2 separate regions of the Gossypium hirsutum genome follow, and region 2 is linked to region 1. A link is a contact called in public Hi-C data. All regions are on one chromosome and are shown on one strand. The core of a region is the stretch at or near the end of the contact, and the rest is flanking DNA. Distances in the headings are between cores, read along the strand shown.

The links. A called contact is a pair of places that touch in the nucleus more often than the background predicts.
Region 2: a Hi-C map of seedling shows a contact between it and region 1, with 2.6 times the contacts expected there. The contact joins the promoter of LOC107886705 here to the enhancer-like site in region 1. A contact is called at or near these places in 10 of 34 Hi-C or Micro-C datasets (callus, fibers, hypocotyl and 3 more).

Annotation. Positions count from the first base shown.
Region 1 is chrA03:103,820,187-103,826,893 of Gossypium_hirsutum_v2.1, forward strand. No RefSeq gene overlaps it. Among protein-coding and RNA genes, the nearest start is that of LOC107888111, 8.2 kb to the left of the region's middle. Within about 2 kb of position 4,050, at least 7 of the 9 cell types and tissues checked have an H3K27ac peak or open chromatin away from gene starts, as enhancers often do. A contact at or near this core is called in fibers and leaf, where this site is marked.
Region 2 is chrA03:103,948,841-103,955,547 of Gossypium_hirsutum_v2.1, forward strand. LOC107886705 (major pollen allergen Ole e 1) reads right to left here and starts at 3,229. Exons shown (of 2, transcript XM_016810755.2): 1 at 2,877-3,229; 2 at 2,335-2,765. The coding sequence starts at 3,045. The coding sequence ends at 2,416.

The sequences.
Region 1 (6,707 bases), core at 2,800-5,299:
TAAGCCGTTCCCTAATTTGATTATAAGAAATAAAAGAGAAGTGATCCAAATGAAAGAGATTGAGTAATTGTTATTGTTGAACTCAACTATGTGAATTATTATAACAATGGTTGTGAATCACAGGAAACTTTAGTAAATGTTTTGGTATTGTTTGGAAATATTATGTTTGGTAAGCATTACTTTTAAACCTATGAACTTACTAAGCTTCAATAAGCTTACTTGTGTGTGTTTGATATTTTTATGTAGATTGAATTGAAGTGAAGTTAGTAGATTGGATCAACACAACAAAGCACGCTATCCAGATCAATTCCGGTAGCTTTTGTTTTATGTTTGAAGATTTATATGGCATGTATAAAGTTTAAATGAAATGAAGTAAAGATGTCAACATTTTGTACTAAAACAGTTTTTGGTCAGTAGCAGTACTTTGAATTTGAAAATTCACCATAAATTATGAAAATCTAATTAGAGGTTGAATAAAATATGAAATTAAATCTTATTGAATCTAGTTTCACATAGAAGAAACGGTGTAAGCAAAAGACTTTCATATCAGGAGATATTTGAATTTTTGTGAGACAAGGTCAGAGTGATTTTGAACTCCCCTGTTCTGATTTGTAAAAAATCATTACAAATTGTAAAAAAATATTTAGGAGTCATACTATATATGTATGGATTCATTATTGAGTCTATTTTTAAGAGAAACAATCGTCTTGGTTATTTTAATTCTGTACATGGAGAAATTTGGTTCGTAGTACACAGGGGTTAGAGTAGCCAAACCCTGAAACAGGGGAGACTTCAACTAGTAAACTGTACTAATTGGCCCAACCAAAAATTCTAGAAAAAAATTAGTAAGTATATATATGAGCCTAGATCTGGGGAAAATTTACTGATTTGGATTTCGAGTTTTGTAACTCGAGATATGATTTTTTTTGCGTCTATAATGCAGTTGGACAACTTGTCTGGAAAGTGTGATATAAATTGTTTGAATTTGTTTAAGTGCTCAAATAAGTTTAGTAATGCCTCGTGCTCGACTCCGGTGATGGTCTCGGCTAAAGGGGGCGTTACAATTAATTTTTAAATTTATTTGTTGAATTTATATATTTATATATATTACAAAGTTATAGAAATCTCATACTTGTTTAGTTACTTGAGAAGTTATCAAATAAAAATGAATTTGAATTCCTAAATTGAAATTGAATCTAAAACCCTAAACCCTAAATTAAAACCTAAGTCGAAATCCCAAATTGGAAGCTTTCAACGGATTTAGGTAACTAAATTTAAGGCTTTCAAAAACCTTCTATTGTTGCTCATTCTAGTCGAAGTGAGATGATTTCTATTGTATGAAATGTGATCTTTCCATTGGTATGTATTTCAAGCCAAGTTGACTTTTACTTTAAAAGAATCAAACTCCCAAAGTAGTTTAATTGAAACAGAAAACTTTGAAATTCTAAGCAAGTTGTGACTATTTTCAATGTTTTGAGCCCAAAATCTTACGACTTTTGGTAACTATTTTTTATAAAAAAAGTATTGCTTTAGAATCACATTGAAAATCTAAATTAATATTCTAAAACCCACCAAAATTTTGAAAGAGTAGAGTTTTGATTGCTTAAAATGAGCCCAAAATCCACATTTGTTTAGTTACTCAAGAGATTATCACACATTCAAAATGCTATGGAATCGAAGCCCTAAACCAAAGCCAAAACCAAAACCGTAAACTGAAACTAAAATCATAAATCTAAACCTTAATCGAAGCTAGAACCTGAAAACAAAACCTCAAACTAAAACCCAAGTTGAAACCGCAAATTAAGACTTTCAACATATTGCATTCTAAAACCTTCTATTGTTGCTTATTCTTCTCAAACATTAGGTGATTTCTATTGCATGAAATATTATCTTTCCATTGGTAGGTTTTTCTAGCCAAATAGAATTATGTCTTGAAAGGACCAAGCTCCCAAAGTAGCCAACTTGAAACAGAAAACTTTGAAATTTTGGACAAGTTGTGAGGATTTTCAATGATTTGAACCCCCAAATCTTAGGCTTTTGGTTAATCTTTTTGATTAAACAAAATTTCATATTTCAGAATTAAATTTGAACCTTAAATTAATATTCTTAAAACACTCAAAATTTTGAAAGAGTATACAGTTTTTATTTCTTAAAATGAGCCAAAAAGTTATGGAAAATCTCAAATATAAAGTAAAAAAAATCAATTTTATTTCATTTTAATAGTATTGTTTGCCAAATTATGTTTTATTAAGGTAAAAAACATATTAAATTAATTATGAATTTTTTTGTTGAATTTTTATATTTATATATATACTATAAAATTGTAGAATTTTCACATTTGTTTAATTATTGGGAGATTACCGTACAACCAAAATGCCATGGGATCAAAACCCTAGGATGAAGCCAAAATGAACCCCAAACTTAAACTAAAACAATAACCTTAAAACAAAAGCAAATCTAAACCCAAACCTAAAACCTAAGTCGAAACCCAAAACTTATAGCTTTTAAAACCACCAAAATTTTGAAAGAGCATTTAGTTTTGATTGCTTAAAATGAGCCAAAAAGTAATGGAAATTTTAAAATATAGAGTACAATTTTTTTGAATTTATTTCATTTTAATATTATTGTTGGCCAAATTATGTTTTATTAAGGCAAACAACATATTAAATTAATTGTCAAATTTTATTTTGAATTTTTATTTTTATACATATTACAAAATTGTAGAAGTTTCATAGTTGTTTAGTTACTCAAGAGATTACCACCCAATAGAAAGGAATCGAAACCCTAAAACGAAGCCAAAACATAAATCTCACACTACAACTAAAATCATAACCCTAAATAAAAAGTAAATCTAAAAATCTAAACCAAAACCCTATATTGAAACTTAAGTCGAAATCCCAAATTTACGACTTTCAACAAATTTAGGTAACTAAATTTAAGGCTTTCTAAAGCCTTATATTGTTTCTCATTTTGACTCGTGAGATGATTTCTATTGTATGAAATGCAATTTTTTCATTTGTATGTTTTCCAAGCCAAATTTTATTATGTGTTAAAAGAACTAAGCTCCTAAAGTCGCCTACTTGAAACAAAACATTTTGAAATTCTTGGTAAGTTGTGACAATTTTCAATGTTTTGGGCCTCAAAATCTTAGGCTTTAAATTTCTCATTTTGATAAAAAATTAACTTGTTTTAGAATTACATTTAAACATTAAATTAATATTCTTTAAACAGCTAAAATTTTGAAAGAGCATTGAGCTAAAAATTCATGGAAGTTCTAAAATATAGAGTAAATTTTTTTTTAATTTTACTTTATTTTAATATTATTGTTGGATAAATTATGTTTTATTAAGGTAAATAACATATTAAATTAATCTTGAATTTTTATTTTATTTTTATATTTATATATTACAAAATTATAAAATTTTGACAATTATTTAATTACTCAAAAGATTACCGCACAACCGAAATATCATAAAATTGAGTATTAAAATATGCTGAGAGAATTTGACATTAAATAAAACAATTAATATTATATTAAGAATATGATAACTTTTTAAAATGGATTACTACAGATGATTTATTAAAAACTGAGCAACACCCATCTCGATTAGGAGAGACACCCAACATCAATAATAAAGTCTTCTCTCTTATCTGACCTCCCCGCCAACATCCCCCCATTCCCCACCTTTCCTTTCTCTGTAAGTAACCAAATATCTTCTCAATTTACCTTTGGATTTGTTTGTAAAGGTAAGGCCGTCTCTGTCTGCTAGCAATTTACATTCTGTGTTGCCTGCCTTTCTTTTTCTTTCCAAAGTCTCTGTTACCATTTTCATCTCTTTTATGGAAAAATTTTAAGGACATTGTCGGATATTTCCTTTTAATTTCCATTTTCTCATCCATTTCTTATGCTCTTGCTAAACCGTTGTTCAATTTACTTGGTTGAGTTACTAGTATGATGTTCTTATATATACCTTATGGTAATTATTTGTTTTGAACAGGACTTTGCAACTGTTGTTTTCTAACAGATAGGTTTGCACATGTCTTTGATTCAATTTCGTCTTTCTCTGTCTTTCTCTACCAGCAGTATGGCGGATTTGCGCTCCTTTTCAACTAAAGAATTTTATTGGCTCGCATCATGCTTTTGGGGCATCATCACCTGCAAACTAGTAAGTAGTCCAATATGCTTTTGCTTTTATCAACGACATTTTTGGTGGATTGGAATTTTTTTCAGCTCTTTCTTCTTCGTAGATTTCGGTCAAATTCAATGGCTTTTATTAATCTTCTTTTTCATTTCCATCTTTTATAAATTCAATACACTCTAATCTTGGCACTCGGTAAACCATCCTCAGCCTTATCTAGTTCGTGTTACTTAAAATTTGTTCCTAAATCTTGTTGATAGATTTGCTCCATTGGTAGCTTTTTTTTTTCTAGGAATGGTAATAATTATGGTTGTATAAAATTGCTTAGAATCATATTCGGCCAGTTTCTGCCATTTATTTTTATCAAGAATTTAGGAATAGGCTTTGAAATTGGCAATTAAGAAAAAGAGAATGGCTGTGAATAGTACCTTAAAGCAGAGAGGAAGAATAGGTTGGTTGAGAAAAAAATGGTTTGGCACCAACAATGATGCAACTAAATTGTACTGACGCTCATAAAAGACCTGCCTTCCCGAGATTCTATCCTCAAATGAAGCATAAAAGGGTTTGGGAAACTTAGGATAAGACAGCTTTACACTGACGACTAAAAGACCCTGGTAGTGGTTCCACTTTTGGACCTGTATCTTTGAATTTTGGGTCAAAGTTATCCATATCTACATTTGCTGTCCATGCCCAAGTTGGAGTAGTTTATTAGGTTTGTTCTAAGTTGCCAAAGTTTGTGGACTATTTAGGGAAATTAGCGAAACCAACTGAAGATTAGATTTAAACCATTTTATCTTAGGTTGATCTATTTAGAACTACCTATAACTGCAGTATTAGGTTTGTCATCAGTACAACAGAATTCACATTTCACTTTTAGAATACAGAATGTACATATTTATCTAATTTCTGATACTCAGATTCAGATATTCTTACAGTGGGAGTATTTAAAATTTCCAAACAAAAGAATCATGCATTGGAAACATAATGCAATTCTATCATTAAATATCATAAGTTGGCTTTAGCTTTAGAAGTAAATTGAGTAGCTGCATAAGAATTTCCTTTTTATATAGTAATGGTAATTTCACTTCTCTTTTTGGGTCTATGTTGAAATGTTTACAAGATTAATGCAACCTATTGAGTTATATGTCTTTTTAAACTATGTTACCTAGACTCTTCATATTTTTTTTCTAAAATATGATGATCTAAATATATGGAAAAACTTTAAAAGGTTTAGTATACCCATGTTGGACGCATCCTTATATTGTATCTGACACTGACCCTCGATTCTAAGTAACAGCCTTTTAATGTTTTGAGATAGTCTCTCTCCCTGATAGTCTCTCTCCCTCTGTTTAAGTTCTAAATATGATTGATATTATTCTTGCAGGTCTATGATATAAAAGGTTTTATCAGCCCTTTTTGTTTCAAAGGATATGAAAACTAAGTGATAAAGAAAAAGTGGAATGGAGCAATCGGTGCACTTTTGTCCTATGTTCTTTTCTTCTTTTCCTTTTTCTTATATAAAAAATTGTTCAAAATATAACTTTCTTTCCTAAATTTATCTTGTACAGGGGATTTTCAACTTTCCATGCTTTAATTGCAGCATGGGCTTCTCTTTACCTCCTGCTATTCTCATATCTTTTTGACGAGGATTCTAGTAATTACTTGATTGTTAATTGAAGCTCTATTATATCGAACATGATCTTAGGGGTAAGCTACGATTTTATCAATATGTGAACTGATTGTCTGGGTTTATTCTTTTCCCTTTGATTAACATAGCCATGGGAGTTAAAATTAGTCTATAAGATGCACTAATATTTGGACTACCAATTTCTATAATTTAATGGTATGTGGTTTGCAAAATATGTTCAATGCTGCTTTACAATTTGCTAAACTTTGATCATGATGACTTTCTTTTCCTTCAACTTTGCCTGTAACATGCTTGGTTTTATTTGTTGATGGTTAACTTGAAACATATTTTTTATTGTTTTTTTCCTAATCATTCTCTTGTACGGTTCTCTATTGGTTATTTTCTATTAGACTTGGCAATGGTGTATTGGCATTTCCCGGCTTTAGGAGGTCTGGAGTATGTAAGTAGAGAATCATGCCTGATGTTATTTATATTACTGCTATGAATTGGTCCCGTTCCTAAAGCAATTTGATTCAAAGCATTTGCTTAACCAATAATTGTGTTTCTTCAAATAAGCTTTTGGCATTTTGCTGCTCTATCCTTGAAATATTGGACCAACTAACATGTCCATTTTGAAATTGAATGCTTAGGATTTGTTTGGCGTAGATCTTTTATAAGAAACCGTTGTTCAAGTAGATCTCTTCTAGTGCTATAAAAGATAAAATACTTAACGTAAACTATATAATAATATACATTTTTCTAATAAATAAAAAATATTTAAAAAAACCCTAAACTTTATTAAATTGAGGGTTTTGTTGATACTATATAAGAATGTGGCAAGAAGGTCGGAGGCAGTTCAGTTAATGGGTCGAGAGTTGTAAGTGGTAGTAGATAGATTGGTCCCCTTTTGTTATAAGGTTTGAGGGGAGTATTTAAAGGGA
Region 2 (6,707 bases), core at 1,979-4,478, 130 kb after region 1:
TACACTGGCATGCAATTAAGTGGATATTTAGATATTTACTAGGTACTTCTAACATATGCTTAGAGTTCTGAAGAAGCAAAAAGGGTTTAGTCGGATATGTTGATTCAAATAATGTCTAAGACTTATATCAAATGAGATCTCTCATAGGTTATTTATTCGCTTTTGGAGATTATGCCATCAGTTGAAAGCTATACTTCAAGCTGCAGTAGCCTTATATTCTACTAAAGCAAATACATGGCAATTACCGAAGCTGTAAAAGAAGCGGTTTGGTTAAAAGACATGTTTAGTGAACCGGTAAGTGAAAAGGGGATAACTGTCATATGTTGTTATTGCCAAAGTGCCATACACCTCGCCAAAGACTAGATGCATCACGAAAGGACAAAACACATAGATATTTGTTATCACTTTGCTCGAGAGATGATCATTCAATGGGATGTTCAGATTAATAAAATTGACACAGAATACAATCCGACCAACATGTTGACAAAGAGTCTTCAAAATTCAAAGTTCGAGCATTGCTCGGACTTAGTGAGTTTCCGATGATGATCAAATTAGGCCCATAATAGCGCTTGGCAAGGGAGTCAAGTCAAATACAAGTCAATGTGGAGATTTGTAGAGTTATGCCTTGCATTTTCGGACCAAATAGTGTGTGACATCACAACGAGAAAATGTTCTTCGTCCCGATGAACAGCCGACATCACGACGAGAAGAGAGCTTTCGTCTCGATGACGCAAATGCCACATCACAATGTGGCGACTTGTTTCTCTAATTTCTCAGTTCTCTTCTCTCAGTTAAATCATGTTTTAGTTTTTCACTTAAACTCTGATTAACCTAGGGTTATTTTAGTCATATATGCTATGAATTCAGCCTATAAATAGACCTTAGTTACTCTAGGTTTTACATAACAAAAATATTTAGATTATCTGTTTTGTGTTGATTCTCTCTATCTTTTGTACTTTCCTTTTATTATAGCGAAATCTTCTTTTGCTAGCGATTTTTTATCTTTCTTTATTATAGCGAAATCTTCTTTTGCTAGCGATTTTTTATCTTTCTTTTTAAGAATTTTTCCACGTAAAATTTACATATTCAATCTTTTCGATTTTACTTTACTTATTTGTTTGTTGCATACACGAATTTATCTTCAACACTTGACATCATTTTCTTTAAAAAAAAAATCCAACTTAAATTCCTACATTCATCCATTCGTATTTCCAATGATACATCATACATAGACGTATTAACATAGTCAATTAATCAAATTGTGCCCTCTAAATCTTATGAACTCAAAAACTGTAATGAAAGAGGAAAGAATTCTCCCCATGGAGTTGGAACTTGAATTTAAATTGAATATTAGTTTTAGTAACGTGATGAAACACATCTTTCATTATTATTATTTGGCAAACACTCCCATTATTAAAATACTTAATAAATATTTTAAAATTTTAATTTTTATATATTTGTGCAATTGGAAGGTATAATGATTTCGTTCCCACAATTTCAAATTCATAGCACTAGTGAACTGATTTGCTGCAAAAGGAGGCGATAAGTGCATGTCTATATACATAATAATGTTACTAAAAATGTAAGCTAGTCCATTCTACTTTCTATACCGTAAATTATGAAATCTTCTCAATCAAGAATAACAGTACATGATATCAAAATCAAGCATAATTATTCAGGTGTTGAATTGAATTTAGAGGAGGCCAAATGATGCTTAGGGTGTTTGGGTCTGGGGGAAGCTTGGAGGGGAGCGGGGAACGTAAGATATCCAGGTTGTTGGGTCTCCCAGATTAAAGCCAGGTGGGGAAGGAGGAGCTGGTAGCCAAGTAGTAGGATCTCCTAGATTAAATGCAGGTGGAGGGGGTGGAACAAAATGAGATGGGCTAGGACGGAAGGGAGGGTGAGGGGAGAAAGGGAAAGGCAAAGATGGTGGATTGGGATGTGGAATGGGATAGGGCAAGCGAGGAAAGGGCCATGATGGCAAAGGTGGCAGGGGAGGGAGTGGGAATGATGGAAGGGGAGGTAACGAGGGAAATGGCTAAGGGAATCCAAATTTTGGGAAAGGAAAGGAGTTAAAAGAAGTTGGGGACAGCTCTTCAGGCGTAAAATTACCTAGGAGTTAATTTTTTTTTAAATTAAGTAAATATGTTTTTGTATATTAGACCAAAAACTGAACTAATTTTTTATTAAAATTTTCATATATTATTATTATTAAAAATTAATATAATTGACTGAATAATTAATTGAATGTACTTTGACTTATAATAATTAATTTTTAATATTAAAAATAAATAAAATTATTAACAAAAAATTAATTTATCCTTCAATTTAATATATAAAAATATAATTTACTTATTTTTAAAAAATAAAAATAAAATACGATCTAACTTTTAACAAATAACTTCCATAATATTTTTACCACTGTTTGTGATTTCTACACAAGGTGGCATTTCTCTTGGAAGGCCTGTAACTCAGTGCATTCAAGCTGTAGATGCACAGATTATCTTGTTTTGATTTGACAGTTATCTGATTTGTGGATGTCTTCAAACCTGGTACATCGCATGCTTTGGATTTGCTCCCTACTAAACTTGCCTGGCATAATGACTCAATGGCCAAACCTTCCACACAGTCAACCCCGTCAACATGCGGTATTTCTAGCTTGTACACCCCATATTTATCTGTAGTTCTGTTGACTGAGACGCTCATTTGCTCTGTAGTTTTTGGTGATTGTGCTTTAAACTTGCATTCAATGTTGACTTCAGCACCTAGTAAAATCAAAGGCAACTTTAAATATCACAAATATATTATATGTATGTGTGTGTCTGTTCCTTGATGAATTAGACCAGTGTTTGGGGTTGTATACTAGTCTCTTTTACCTGGCAAGAAGTAGCTGTGCCTAGACAAAGTGTTGCTTGAACAGGAATCACAGAAAACAACGCCCACTACTGTGATCCGAGAGATTGGATTTGGGGGTTGAGCTGTTGCGGAAAATAGATGCATGAAAGAGGATGCTAGAAGAAGAAGAAGGCGAATGATTGGATCCATGGCAGCTAGCAAACATGAGAGAAGTGAAAAGAAGCTTCCACTAGGGCTTCTCTAGTTCAACACTTATACCTGTTTGAAGTAGAAAGCATTTCAGTTTACTGTAGCGTAAGACTTAAGAAAATATGGGCAGTATCCAAGTAACTATCAGCCCGTGAGTGGTTGGTGTTAGGACCAGACCAACTGTAAAGCAAGGAGCTGAAAATGTTTTTATTATTATTATTATTATCTAATCACTAAAAACAAAGACATGTGAAGAGCCTTCTTGGCTGGATGTGATAAAATTTGGAAAGACAGTGAGGTTGCTACTCTGTAGCAGATTTGACAATCGACAGGACATTGATTTGGGGTTCTGTCTTTTCCTCGATAATTACAGAAAGCTCTAATCCAAGTCATCAACTACACATTAATGTAATGAGAACATTGGACTTTTTTGATGTTCACTTCTGTATCAGTTCCTGCTTTCCTCTGTTTCTACTTGTGGTTGTGAGTAATTTATTACCAGTCGCTCAACCCATACGCAGCAGTCTCTGCCCATTTTTGGGCATATGATTTGTCCGAGCACGAGTAATTGTCCTCAACAACCCCCACAAGCCGGACTGGGATAATATTTCACTTTTCTACCTTCAAATTCTCTTATTTTCAATCATTAAAATCTATGGCCCTTATAAGAATGTTGTTAATTTGGAGGAGACTCTTGGACTTTTTGTGTAAATAACAAGATAAAAAGAGCAACCGGATCATGAAGCTTCGCAATATCTTGGCTAGAACTCGATAGACACTTGTTACAACTTAGGAGCACGCACCAATTGAGTTTATTGCACCAAACGTCCCTGAACTATGGGTCTGATTTTAAATTGGTATTTAAATTTGAAAATGTTTTAAATAAGTCCTCAAACCATCATACCGTTCCAATCAGGTCCATTCGTTAACTTTTATGTTACATCTCTATTAGTGACACACGTTACCATCTAGTAGGCACACATTGTTTTTTTTTTTTTATCTTTATATTCTTTTTGTTGATTACTCCTTTATAAATTAGTTGATGTGTATTACACATGATTTTAGGTATTTATTTTTTAAAGTTATTAAATTATATATTTTATAATTTTTTAAAAATATGTGTTTATTAATTAAATGAGAATTGTTTTAATTTATACTAGAACTCTATTAATTTTGAAAAATAAATGAAAGAATAAAACAACATTTTAAAAGTAAAGAAAATAAAAAAAATGGAAAACAATGGATAGCCATTACGTTTTTTTAATATAATATTTAGAATTATTTATAGTCGCTCTCCAACTCTTAAATGGAAAGATAATTGCACTTTAGCGTACTCGAACTCATGTCCTCCTATATTGACAACAATATCTATGTCAATCGAGTTAATACTCAATTGATAGCCATTACTTTAATACTTCATTGCCTTTGATATAATATTTCATGGCACAATGATAAACAACATTCATAATTATGTAAACATTATTACCCATAACCCCCTAACCCTTATATATATTGGAGGATAAATGTACTCCAACACACGCAAACCTACATACTCTTGCACTGACCACAATACCAATGTTAACCAAGCTAAGACTCAGTCGACAAAAATATTCTTAAAATTAAATAATAGTAAAACTATCAAATATCAAATAATAATAATAACTAAACACCTCAAATAATAAAAAAATATGCAATTTTTGTTGATGAAAACAAAATATAATAAATAATGTTAAAATATAATTTCTTTCAATAATTCAGATGTTATTTTAAATTAAAATGCCATTGTTAATGCATATATTTATAAGCTAAATATTATTATAATTTATAATTGTAACACTAATTGATTGATAATTAATCAAAAATAATAAGTGCAATTTAATATGGGCCCAAAATTTAATTAAGTGATAATAACTATTACATTGATAATGAAAACACTATTAATAAATAAATAAACTTATACATTATAGATTAGGTAACCAATATATTAATATTATCTTTATATATAATATTAATCTCACATATTTAATTTTTATTATTTATAAAAATTAATTTTAAAACGATTAATTATCATATATATATATAGAATTTATATTTGTTTAATTAAAAAACTTATATTTTTTATTATTTTTAATTTATCTAATTATATTTAATAATTATATATATTTTTAATTTTTTTAATTAATAATATATTATCTTAATTTTTTAGTACAACTTTTAAAAGATACGATGAAATTAATTACTTTCACATTACTAAACTACCATATTAATTCATATTTAATTCATATTACTTTTATTATTATTATTATCACATAATAATAGTGATATTATTTTAATGTCAATTTAAAAATATAATTAACAATAAAGTGTATTATCATCAATTTAATTTTTTTTCAAATTCATGCTTATATATATATATTATAGATAAAAATAGAAATAAATAATTATTTATGTTAGAATTAAATAACTTTGAAAATTTATAATTAATTATAATTATATTAATTTTATAAAATTAATTTTTTCTGCTTTCTTTTATTTACTTTTTTCATTTATGAATAAAATAATTTTGTAAAACTTAAATTATTTATGGAATATAAAATTTTATTTATTTTTGTATTTATGTATATAAAATAAAAATTAAGAGCAATAAAATTATAATTAATCATAAATATAAAATTAATTTAATTATGATATAATTTTTTATTTTTATTTGTATTCATAAATATAAAAATCTGATTTGTCATTCTCTTATTGGAAAAGGATAAAGATGACGTGGAATCACTATTTCATATAATCCTTTTTCGTGTGGCATGTATCACTAATAGATATATGATAGAAAAGTTAACAAAATGGTTGATGGAAGGACCTAATTGGAGCAATATTGATAGTTTGGGACTCAATAAGAACATTCTGAACTTTAGAGATTAGTTTGAAATTTAACTATAGTTAAGAGATGTATGATGTAATTAAATAAGTTAATAATATACAACATGCTTGGACTTTTACTAAACTTGTAATTAAGAATTTTATAGAAATAACTGGATTAAAGAGTTGTTGAATAAAAAATGATAGAAAGACTTCAATTATTATTCATAGCTATAAAAATTCATGTTTAGTACCCAAAAATTATTTGCTTCCTTGGGGATACTCAGCCTAGAGAGAGGAAAAGCTTTAACCAAATCCTAATCTTTTACTACATAATTCCATCTAAAACTCCCAATTATTTACAACTCTTTCCCTTTTCACTGTTAGAGATAATCGCTTTAGGTTTGCAATTATCCAATAAAATTTTGGATTTTCAGAAATATCATTCTTTTTAGTTAATTATAATTGAATAATTAACTAATTAATCATTACTAAAAAATTAAATTAAATTATTTTGATTGCGTTGTAATTCGTCCTTTAGAGTGTATTCTGGGAATGCTAGGTGGAGATTAGAGAGATTGCCAGATTCGTGGTTGTACGTAAACCTATATATAACAACAAGATTTTCGATCGCCCTTGGATTTCTTGGACAGCTATAAATATTTTTCCTTTTTAAGGCATCGTTTTATTTTGGCACTTAGTGACATATATAACCCACCAAATAAATTATTCATTTCCAATAATGCTATTTGCTACCCAGCTTTCTCTCTAACTTTCCAGACTCTTAATTCATTCATACT